2 separate regions of the Gossypium raimondii genome follow, and region 2 is linked to region 1. A link is a contact called in public Hi-C data. All regions are on one chromosome and are shown on one strand. The core of a region is the stretch at or near the end of the contact, and the rest is flanking DNA. Distances in the headings are between cores, read along the strand shown.

The links. Hi-C and Micro-C count contacts between places; a contact is called where the count stands out from the background.
Region 2: a Hi-C map of leaf shows a contact between it and region 1, with 6 times the contacts expected there. The contact joins the promoter of LOC105799523 here to the promoter of LOC105799567 in region 1. A contact is called at or near these places in 2 of 2 Hi-C or Micro-C datasets (both in leaf).

Annotation. Positions count from the first base shown.
Region 1 is chr7:20,557,190-20,562,243 of ASM2569854v1, reverse strand. It overlaps LOC105799567, which reads right to left and starts at 1,642. Exons shown (of 1, transcript XM_012630203.2): 1 at 1-1,642. The coding sequence starts at 1,285.
Region 2 is chr7:20,788,803-20,794,570 of ASM2569854v1, reverse strand. LOC105799523 reads right to left here and starts at 3,488. Exons shown (of 8, transcript XM_012630135.2): 1 at 2,938-3,488; 2 at 2,731-2,832; 3 at 2,561-2,642; 4 at 2,438-2,457; 5 at 2,236-2,296; 6 at 1,625-1,695; 7 at 1,291-1,398; 8 at 840-1,159. The coding sequence starts at 3,321. The coding sequence ends at 1,097.

The DNA.
Region 1 (5,054 bases), core at 393-2,892:
TCAACTTTGACGCAATTGCCGACACTATATCCATCAACCTCCTTGATTTCCATACCAGATGCCATGGCCTTTGAACAACAGACTCAGTCTCTCCTTCACAAACCCTGTACCAGTAATTATCGGGCTCCACCAATCCAAACTTTCTCATAATCAAAGAATCCTTTACCTCAGAAAGCTTCATTGGCGTCACCCTAAAATCCTCAACAAGATGAAGACTCAAGCCATCTTTCTTTTGCCATTTATTCCAGTCTTGCCAAAACTGCTCGTGATCCAAAACTGATGCGGCCTCCTTCAGATGCTCAAAATCAAAGTAAAACCTGAAATCCTTCCCTTCCTCATCCTGATTTGAGGAAGTATAAATTGAAGATAAACAAAGTTTCAAATCCATAACCAAAGTCCGATTCAAATATTGCGCTTCACCCAATGCACACAAGAAGCTCCACAAGTAATGGTTCATGCTCTTGCACCTATCTCCACCACCTACATAAATCAAATACTTCCCACGACTAAATGCATTTTCAGACTCGACCACTGGAAGCAAATCATTCACTGTTTCCCCAACAACAGGCAAAGCCGCAACAACTTGCTCCTGCCTACCAGATGTCTTCTCAAATCCAGGCTTTTGATTCTTATTCTTCCTCTTCCTTGCATTCACACCTGAATGATAATCCCCAATGCTCAACACACTAAGTGTACAATTCTCAGATCTATTAATCACAAACCGCCTATAATCCTTATAAAAAGCAGCTGTCTTCCCTTCCTTAGGCCTAAACCGCCAGGCCATATCACAAGTATTCTCCTCAGGCCCTGGTGCTGGCTTTCCAAACCGATAAAAATGTATATCCTTAAAACGCTCAATAGCCTCCTTCATCATCAAATGGAACACTTCTGGGTCCCTACAATTAAGTGGTTTTCTCGGATCACCCTCGCATTCGGATGAACTAGTTTGGTCAGTACGCGCCTCCTTGATTTCTACTACATCCGTCACATTGATAAAAGTGGCAAATGCAGTCTGGTTGGCGGCCATAAAGTCCTCTCCGGTTTTAACAACCGTGTTATCCGATTGAAAGGTGGCATTTGATGTGGAAGTGAGGAAAGTCGTGAGCTTGGTGGAAGGGTGGAAAAGAGGGTCCTCAGGCTCATAAGTAGCAGCTATAATGGTGAAAACTAGGACACCAATTACAAATATAGTGAAACAAAGATTGCCAATCATATGCAAAGCATTTTGTCCTAGATTCTCAGGCCTAAAGCTTCCAGTTCTAGATAACCCAGGACGACCCAACATCCTGAATGAGCTAAAATGACCTTACAATAAACTAAATCTAGTTAATAAGGAAAAAGCAAAAGAACCCAAACTACTAAAATTCAAGAATTCAGCAATAAGATCAAGGCTCTACAGATCTGGGGTTCATAGATCTTGAAACTCAAAAAGCGGCAAGCAATCTAAAGAACTTGACTTACCTTTCTGAAGGTGAGGCCAAAAGCAAAGAGAAGATGCAGTGATGAAATTGAAAATCAGATTTCCTCTCTCTCATACAGTTAATGGGACAGTGGAGTGCGAGCTGGGGCTTAGTAAGATTTGCACTCAGTTTCTGCAACTTTATTTTATTTTGTTTTTTTTTTTCCTTTAAATTTGCCCCAGTCAAAAAGAGTAGATAGGTGATGATTCATTAAACTACAACGGAGAGGGAATACTCTGAGCATGGAGCGCATTGCACACTTGATCATGATGGTTACACGTGGATTGTAAGATTATGTCGACGGCTAAGATATGTGGGCAGGCGAAGTAATTTGATTGTATTTTTTGGGTTAGAGTTGACGCTTGAGATATTCACCGACAAAGCGTAACATATAATTTAAAACTTTTTTATTTAGTATAAAAAATTATTATTTAAATTTTTAATTTACATTATTTTTCGATTCATCTTAAAATGAAAAAAAATTAATATGGCATACTGTAATAAGTTAATAGACATTAATTTTTATTTATTTTAGGTGATTTAACAAATAATATAAATTTAAATGTTAAAAAATAAAATATTAAATAAAAATTATTTTTTGTAAACTTGAAAGACTAAATAAATTATTATATATATTTTTACAACACCACTAGCTAGAAAATGATAGATAGGTAAAATGTTATAAAACCTGAAAACTTTGTTGTGTTTTTTAGAATAATTTAATAAATTTTAAGGATATATAAAATATTTTGATGTTGTATTAATTTTAAAATTTTAACTTTATACCCAAATTTTTAACAGTGTATAATATAAAAGCTTATAAACCTCTAATCAATTTTCGATTTACTCGTTGAATCATTACACTATTCACATTATATAGATTTTGATAGAATATATAAACATAACGTGAGAATAGGTTTTTACTAACGAAGTTGGCTAAATTAGGCTTAAAAGCGGATTTTTTTAATTAAGTTTTTAAGTCATTTTTAATATAGGGAAATAGACCGTTTTAAAAGGGGGAAAGGGAAAACATGTTCGATTGGGCATGCCTTTTATATAGGTGGAAGAAAAGTTCGTCTAGCTGAGCGCGCTTTCCTACCACCTATACAGAAAGCTCACCTAATTCAACGCGCTTTCCGTCAACGTTCATATGACTGTTGCCCTTGCAACGGTAAAAAAAAAAATTAAAAGGGCCAACGGTGAAATTTTTTACCTATAAATGCCCCCAAAATAATTTTTTTCACTTACATCCTATTCTGAATTCTTTCTAATCTCTTAACTCTCTCAATTTTTTAAGTTTTTGTTCAAAATTTTTTGATATTCTCGTGTTAAAATATTAGTTTTTTCTTTAAATTATATTGTATTTGATTTGTTTGGATTAAGTTTTCACGAATGACAACCTCTCTAATTCGTTTCGACAATAAGCACATTTTCGCCGCTCAAGCAATAATGGTAAAATGAAAATTTAATTTTCATTATTTTCGATTAAGTTAAATTTAAAAAATATTTTTTATAAATTAAATTTTTTTGTCTTTATAAATAGGTGGACGATTGTGTTTTGGAGGCATTCATACATAATTCGGCAAAGCTTCTGATCCCTTCCATTCATGGTTATTTGCAAGAGTTGAGATTTTTGCATGCGTCTCATATGCTTAGGGCTGCAAACTCAATCCTAGACTCATCAGTGCATTATTGGAAAGATAGAGGCCCACTCATTTTCCATCTTCCATGCGGCGAGTGTACAATCACACTAGAGGACGTGGCATTACAACTTGGTTTGCTGGTAGATGGGTCGATCGTCATGGGAGCAACGATCATTCCCGGTAAAGAGGATTACTATGCAACATTATTGGGGAAGGTCCCAACAAGTTTGATGGCGGTTGGATATCGATGAATTGGTTGGCGAAAAAATTTGATAAGCTTCCCGTAGATGCAATCGAGGTCGTCAAAGAATAATACTCCCGAGCATTCATCCTTCTGTTAATCGGGGGCATTTTAATGCCCAAAAAATCTTGAACACATTAGGTGGCTACTACACCTAGTAGACTTCAAAGAATATGGAAAATCGAGTTAGTAATCAGCTGTGTTGGCCACATTTTACTGGGAGCTGTGTTGGGCCACGGAACCGGATAAGATGTCAATCGGTGGTTGTCTGCTCCTGCTGTAGTCGTGGGCCTAGTAGCGGCTACCATTGTTACGTCCACGAGTGAACGACCCATACATGTTTCTGTTGGTGACAAGGTAAAGATAATTTATTAATAAATACTTAGTTTGTACGGTAAGTGTTTTTATTTATCATATGTTTGAACTAACATATCGCTTTTATAGGTGGAACCATGGGCTGATTTGTTACTTATGCTACTGTTAGATCAACACTCGGAAGTTAGAGTTTGTTACTTATTCTTTCGAACCTATATTAATCATGCAATTATTTGTAAAAAAAACTTTATAAATAACGAAATTTACAATTGTTCATTTCAGTTTGAATAGATGCTATACGCCGACACCATATCTTGTATCCCAACGGAAGTGTTGGACAATCGGAGGATGTGGAACGCGAATGTGTCATTGATAGTGTATGCGACAGTGGAAATGCAAGAATCAGGCCAAGTAATGTGGTAGTTTGGGTGGAGGCAACAAATTCCTCTGCCATCGCAAGACTTGAAGGAGCTGCACAAGGTGGACATACGCGAGAAGAACGATGAGAATTGGCGAAAGGTGCACAAGGAGTACATCGAGGCTTAAGATCGTAGGATGAATTGGGTTTAAGCAAGGGTTGAAAAATATACCTTTTGAAACTAAAAAATGACGAATAGTGTTGTTGATAGGATCCTCTTCGTAGATGTTTATTCCAAGCCGCAACAATAACGTCTCGGCCTGTATGTAATCCACCCAGTCAAAGAACGAACAACAACCTATTGAACTTTTCAGAGAGTATTATTTTCAAATGACTGCTAGACCTTTTTGTTTTATATTTTCTCTTGGTAACCCTAACACATTAAGGGATTATTTCTCCTTTTATTTTCTTTGATATCATATATAAAAAATAGGATTATTTCTTTATTATTAGAGAAACAAATGGAAAGTCAAGAAAAAAATTATATTCTTTCCAAAAGAATATCACTTTCCATACCCTTTTATAATTTGACCGAAGTTATTATAACTGTTTGTATTAATAATTTCAATAAACTATATGCAATTAACATTTTATATAAATCAAATTCATATATTAATTTTAACTATGTTCTCTATTTGTGTACAACAAGTTTGTATGTATAATGTGTTCAATATATAACCATTAAATTAAATTAATTCAATAATTAATTTAATGCTGTGACAGCAAAATACAATACCAAATGTATTTGGATTCTGTTCGCTTCAACTATAAGATGTAACCATGTAGTTACTTGTAACATTAGTAGTAATACTAGAACGTTTCTAATATTACAAGCAATGAGTGGCATCTAGTAATGCGTCATTGCTACCCAAGTTACAAGAAGTCGTGATTCGACATAACCTTTCTGTGGAAATTTTTTCATGTATTATATTATTTTATGCTTAATATCTAGATTGGACACAAGTCATGGAATAGTC
Region 2 (5,768 bases), core at 2,239-4,738, 230 kb before region 1:
CTGCAATTTGACGGGGAGAATATGGGTTAGTTTAATATTGAATCTGAAAAATTTTTCGAGTTAACGAGTCTTATTTTAATATTCTAACTTGATTTAAATATTTTTGAATAAAGTTAAATTTAAAAATTAAACATGTCAAAATATTATCTTGTTACAATATAATTAATTTCATGTAAGAGGATGTAAATTTCTTAAAAAAAGCATACTTTAGCACGATAAACTTAAATTTATAATTTACTTGTCTAAGTCCTCAAAATTAGTCTTTAAATTTTTTTAATTTTAAACATTTTTATATATTTTTAGATTATTGAAAATTTTTAAGTTTAAAATTATATATAATTTTGGAACTTTAATAGATATTTTGCATTTTGAGAAACACTTTATTGAAAAGCTAATTTGCTCATTTTCAAAATTAGTAGAGAGACCAAAAATATTTATATCAATCTATTATTTGAGTTATTCGGATTATTCAAATAATTCAAATTATAAAATTCAACTAAACTCAAAACTTAGAAAATTAAATTACATATTCAAATTGACTCAAATAACTCAATTTAATTAATTCAAATTAAATTTTGCTCACCCTCGGCAGCGATGTTATAGTTCTTGCTTCCTTCGATTCTACCAAGGATTTCATCAGATTCTACCAATGCCATGTAGCATTAATTATGAATTTTTCTATGTACTTCCGTGTTAAGTTATATATATATATATATATATATATATATATATATATATATATATATATATATATATATATATATAGCATTGAAATATGGCAACGCCTGCTGGGATTTCGAATATTTGATGAGCTTTCAGCTGAGTGCTATCTACAGATATACACATCAAAGCGAAAAGGGGAGATGGTTTGAAATTTGAAGTTCAAAGGTAGTCTTAAATCTCATACAGCGGACAAGCCTGACTTGCAGACAAAATCATAGGAATGGAGAATGGAGTATCCAAACACATCATCAGCCAAAATAGAACCATTTGCCTCTGACTTTAACTCATTTATAATGTTAGATGATAAATAGACCATTATATCTATGACCGAACTATAAGAGATAACCTTTAAGCTTCTTAAATTCGGATGAAATTAATCATCATCTGACCCACTATCTTCAGACATCCTTCCAGCATCATCAGCTATGCCTGCTTCCTGTGAATCACACACAACTTTGTCAGTCTCTCTGCTTATGGTTAAATACACATGTGCATCTAATGTCTGTTTCTGTGAAAGAACGAGGGGTACATGACTAGTCAACATTCAAGAGAATTGAATATTCTTACAGCTGTTTTATCCCAGTTCTTCAACTTAGGATTTGTTAGCATGTAATTATCACGCAATGGTGCCCAAGCAGGTTCTTCCTCGTTCCTAGGATCAGAAGATGTATTACCCTGCATGTCATAAAACTCGTAATAAACATTTTGAGCAAAAGTTAGCTCAGACAAGATAATAAACATATTTTTTTATGCAGTTAGCTTAGACAAGATAATAAACATACACTAAGTTTTAGTAGATCACCAACAATCTCCAAAAGTGCTTGCCAAAAAGAGAGGAGGATAAATGGAATGGTATAGGAGAATGCAATAAAACCTGTAAAATAGTTAAGAGGTAACCAACCTTACTGGAAGAGTCGCGTGATGTCTTGCCTAGTTCTGAAAAGAAGGCTTCCTTCCTTCGCCTCCTTATCACTAGCAGGGTGCACAAAATACAAAATCAGATGGCGGCAACGGGAGGAGGATTTACATTAAATATGTAGAGAAAATGTTTGGTCAAAAATTCATTCACGAGGAATCTCTATAAGTAATAGAGATGACAATAATGAAAACGACCTAGATAAAATTTCAGTCTCATGAGTATTGGGTTTCAAAAGCATAACATATTTGAAAATTTGAATCAATCATGACAAGGTCCATTCATCTTTGTAACTTTATGCCATGCATAGCACTGGAAAGGCAAATATAAGAGAAAGATGTGTGTTTACTCTTCACTCTAGAACTAATGATTATGCTATTGGCTTCAAAGCTGAAAGCACAGAGTATTCACCATTTGATGAGAAAAAAAGTGGAAATACTGTGCATACATAGATACATATACATATTTACAACGGGCTTGCAGCCCTAGTGAGGTAAATCACTGCGTACATACGAATGAGATGATCATATTGTTATAACCTTGCAAATTTCCAGTGATGTATTAAACTTATATAGCCATAGAGATTATCAGCATACCTTTTGCATCTTTAGACCTTGAAGGGTCCAGTCCTTTCTGAGCCTTTTGTGCTTTGTTCACCTACATGATATATGAAAGAACAAAGTTCACACCCAACTTGGTCGTAATAAAAATCAACCTAATATCTATCAAGACAAAATCAAATCCTAATATGTTTATGGTAAAAAAGAAATTGGGTAAGGCTTCCCTAAAACAACTTACAGCATTGAATAACTTCACCACTGAAATCCCAACAAAACATAAACAACAAAACTTAATTAGTATGAGAAAGAAATTGCAATGAACTAAACATCATATATACATTTGAAGAAAAATATATATTACCTCCTTTTGTAGCAATACCAATGAGAAACTTTTCATGTGAATCCAAGTAATTAGCAGGCTTGAAATGCCCCTTCTCTGCAACCTGTAACATTAATAACACATGAATAAAATGGCATAAACAGCAAAAGTCATGGTAAAAACCTTAAGTATAATTATTATAGGAAAAATACCAAATGTTTTTCTTTTTTAGCCTCTCCCTTAACTTTCCTTTCAGCTTCCTCCTCAGCTAACTTCTTTGCCACAAGCTGCTTATGCCCTGATAATACTGGACCCTATGAGAAAATTTCAGAAAAAAATCAGTCTTTGGGGGGGAAAACAATTTTTTTATTTATTTATAGTAAAATGAGAAACACCCAAGTAGATAAAACTAGCTTTACCAATGAATCATCAGCAACATTCCTCTTTATAATGTTCTTAAATGCCAACCTGAAAGCTCTAACACCGTCAGTAAACTTCATAACCCCAGGTTGAATTTCAACTTCTTCTGAACCATCATTTTCTTCAGAAGAATTATCATCGCCGCGGCCGATCCGGGTATCACCGAGGGCTTCCTCCCCCTCCTCACGCTCCTCCTCGTCATCGTCGGAATTATATTGACGGGCACGTTTTTCAAACAGATTCCTCATTTTCTTACTTAATCTAAGCTTTTTCCCTTTGCCCTCTAACATCTTAAGCTTCTTATTCTTAGGCTTCTTACCTTTCTTTTTACCCATATTTCTTTTCCTTTTCCCAACTGCAGTGCTGCCTTCCTCCATCATCATCTTCTTCCTTTCCACACAAAATACCCAAACAAAAGGAAGAGAGATTTGCAATCAAAACCCTTACTAAACCCTAGTTAGACAGAGAACAAAAGCGGAGAAGACGAGGTTTTTTTCAATGTGCTCTTGTATGGGTTCTTTTCTCTCCTTTGGTTTAGGGGTCTATTAACCATTTTTCATGGTTTCTGCTTTTCTTTGCTTTGGGTTTATTCACCATTTTATGGGCCTTTTTCATTTGCAGCTATTTTATGGGCTTTTCCTTAACCTCATTTTTTTGTAAGCTTTTTAATTTTAGAATTAAAGAATTACTATATATTCTTTTTATTTTCAAAATTATTTTATTTTTATAATATATTTCAAATAAGACATGGTATCTTGCTAATTTCGTTTAGGCATAATGACTTATTTCGCCATTCAACTTTACAAAAAAAGTCATTTTAGCATTCATTTAATTTTTCGTCTCTTTTAGTCTTTAAACTTGCATTGTTTGTCAAATCTCTTCAAAATGAATAGAAAAATTAACATTTGTTAACTTTGCTAACGTGATATACACGGATGCCACATCAACAACTAATCATTTATTTTTATTTGAAAAAAATTAAAAATTATTAAATAATATAAAACTTATTTTTTATAGTAAAAAATTTAATTAATTGCTAACATAACATATACATGGACTGCTACATGGATGCCACGACAATAAAGTTAACGAATATTAACTCTTCCATCTATTTTGAGGTGATTTGATAAACAATACAAATTCAAAAACTAAAATGGGTGAAAAATAAAATAAGGAGTTAAAGATAATTGCTTTTTGTAAAGATAGAGGACCAAATAAATTATTATGTCTTTCATTTTTGACTCGAGACTAAGGTTTTCTATATGGTGATAGTTTTGAAAGTGTTAATCATTTAAAATCTAGCGAAATTTTTGAGGTTTTTATTTTATTTTTTAAAATTTAAAATTACATTTGATAAATAAAAATTTGTTTTAATAATGAAAACATGAGAAATAAAACATTTTTTACATTTATATTAATTGAATCAGGATACCAAATTTAATATTTGGAAAGTTGTTAAAAGAATATTTTTGTATTTATATAGGTTTGATCCGTTCTTTTAAAGTTAAAACCCTTAAGCTTAATATATCATTTGGTATTTGAATTTGACACTTTTTTAATATAGTATTTATGTTATTTTTTGGTCCAATTTTGTACTTGTATTTGACAAAGTTATATATTTTGACACTCAAGGTGGTGGTGTTAGTTTTTATTCTTTGATTCGACTTTTAGGGTTGAAAGTTAATTGTTAATATTATTAGGTTTGAATTCTTCGTGATTTTGTTAATAGAATAAATTTAACATTGATTGTGGATTTTTTAGTTTTACGTTTAATTTATCAAAATAATCCGACGAATGTGATTTAATTCAGGTTTTAGAATTGATTTGATAAAAGTTAATTATTAATAGTATTAGCTAATTATGAATTTTCATTAACTCGACTCTAAAACCTAGATTAAACACTAAAAAGTTAACACAGTCATTTTTAGTATCAAAATATATAATTTTGTCAAATACAAGTACGAGATTGAATCAAAATGAATCCAGATATCAAATTATGTATTAGCCAAATCCCTTACTTTCATAATTTTGCTTTTATAAAAACATTTTAGAAAACAAAATGAAAATGAAAATAGTCTCTGGAGGCTTAGATTGTTAATTCAATTTTATGTTAATTCGTGTTCATATGATTTTTAGTTGTATTGACTTATAAAATAATCGAATTTAAAATATATTGAATTATGACACATATGAAATATATAATTTAATGAATAATAATTTTAACAAATAAAATAATTTTAAAATAATTTTTAAAAATATTATGTGACTAATTAAAAGGCTGAAATACTTTTATTATATATACTAATAATTTAAAATGATTTTAAAGTTATATTTAGTGAATTTAATTCAAACCCAGTAAAAAATTATATAAGTCTAATTAAAACTAAAATTATGATACGCTCATTATACAAATAAAGAAATATATAAAATAAATTTCAAGTTGTGACCTACTAGTTGACTATTCATCTATCTAAAGAATAACCTAAGTTCAAATCATTGTTGTATCAAAATAAATATAAAATTTAATTAGACTTTGGTTCAAATGATAAAATTAATATTTTGGAGGCCTTATTTTAGATTCAACTCCCACTTTCTAAATTTATTCTTTTACCCATAATCTCTCTCCACTTTTAAATTGGAGGAAAAATGCGCTTAACCGACAAATAAATAATATTTGTTATTTAAAAAACTATATTCAATTAATTCATGCACTTAATCAATAATTTAATAATAATACAAACATAGATATGACTAAATACCAAATAAATATATTTTTGAATCTTGTCAGATCAATAAATATAATCTAATTTTTTTTAACCATTGAAATGAA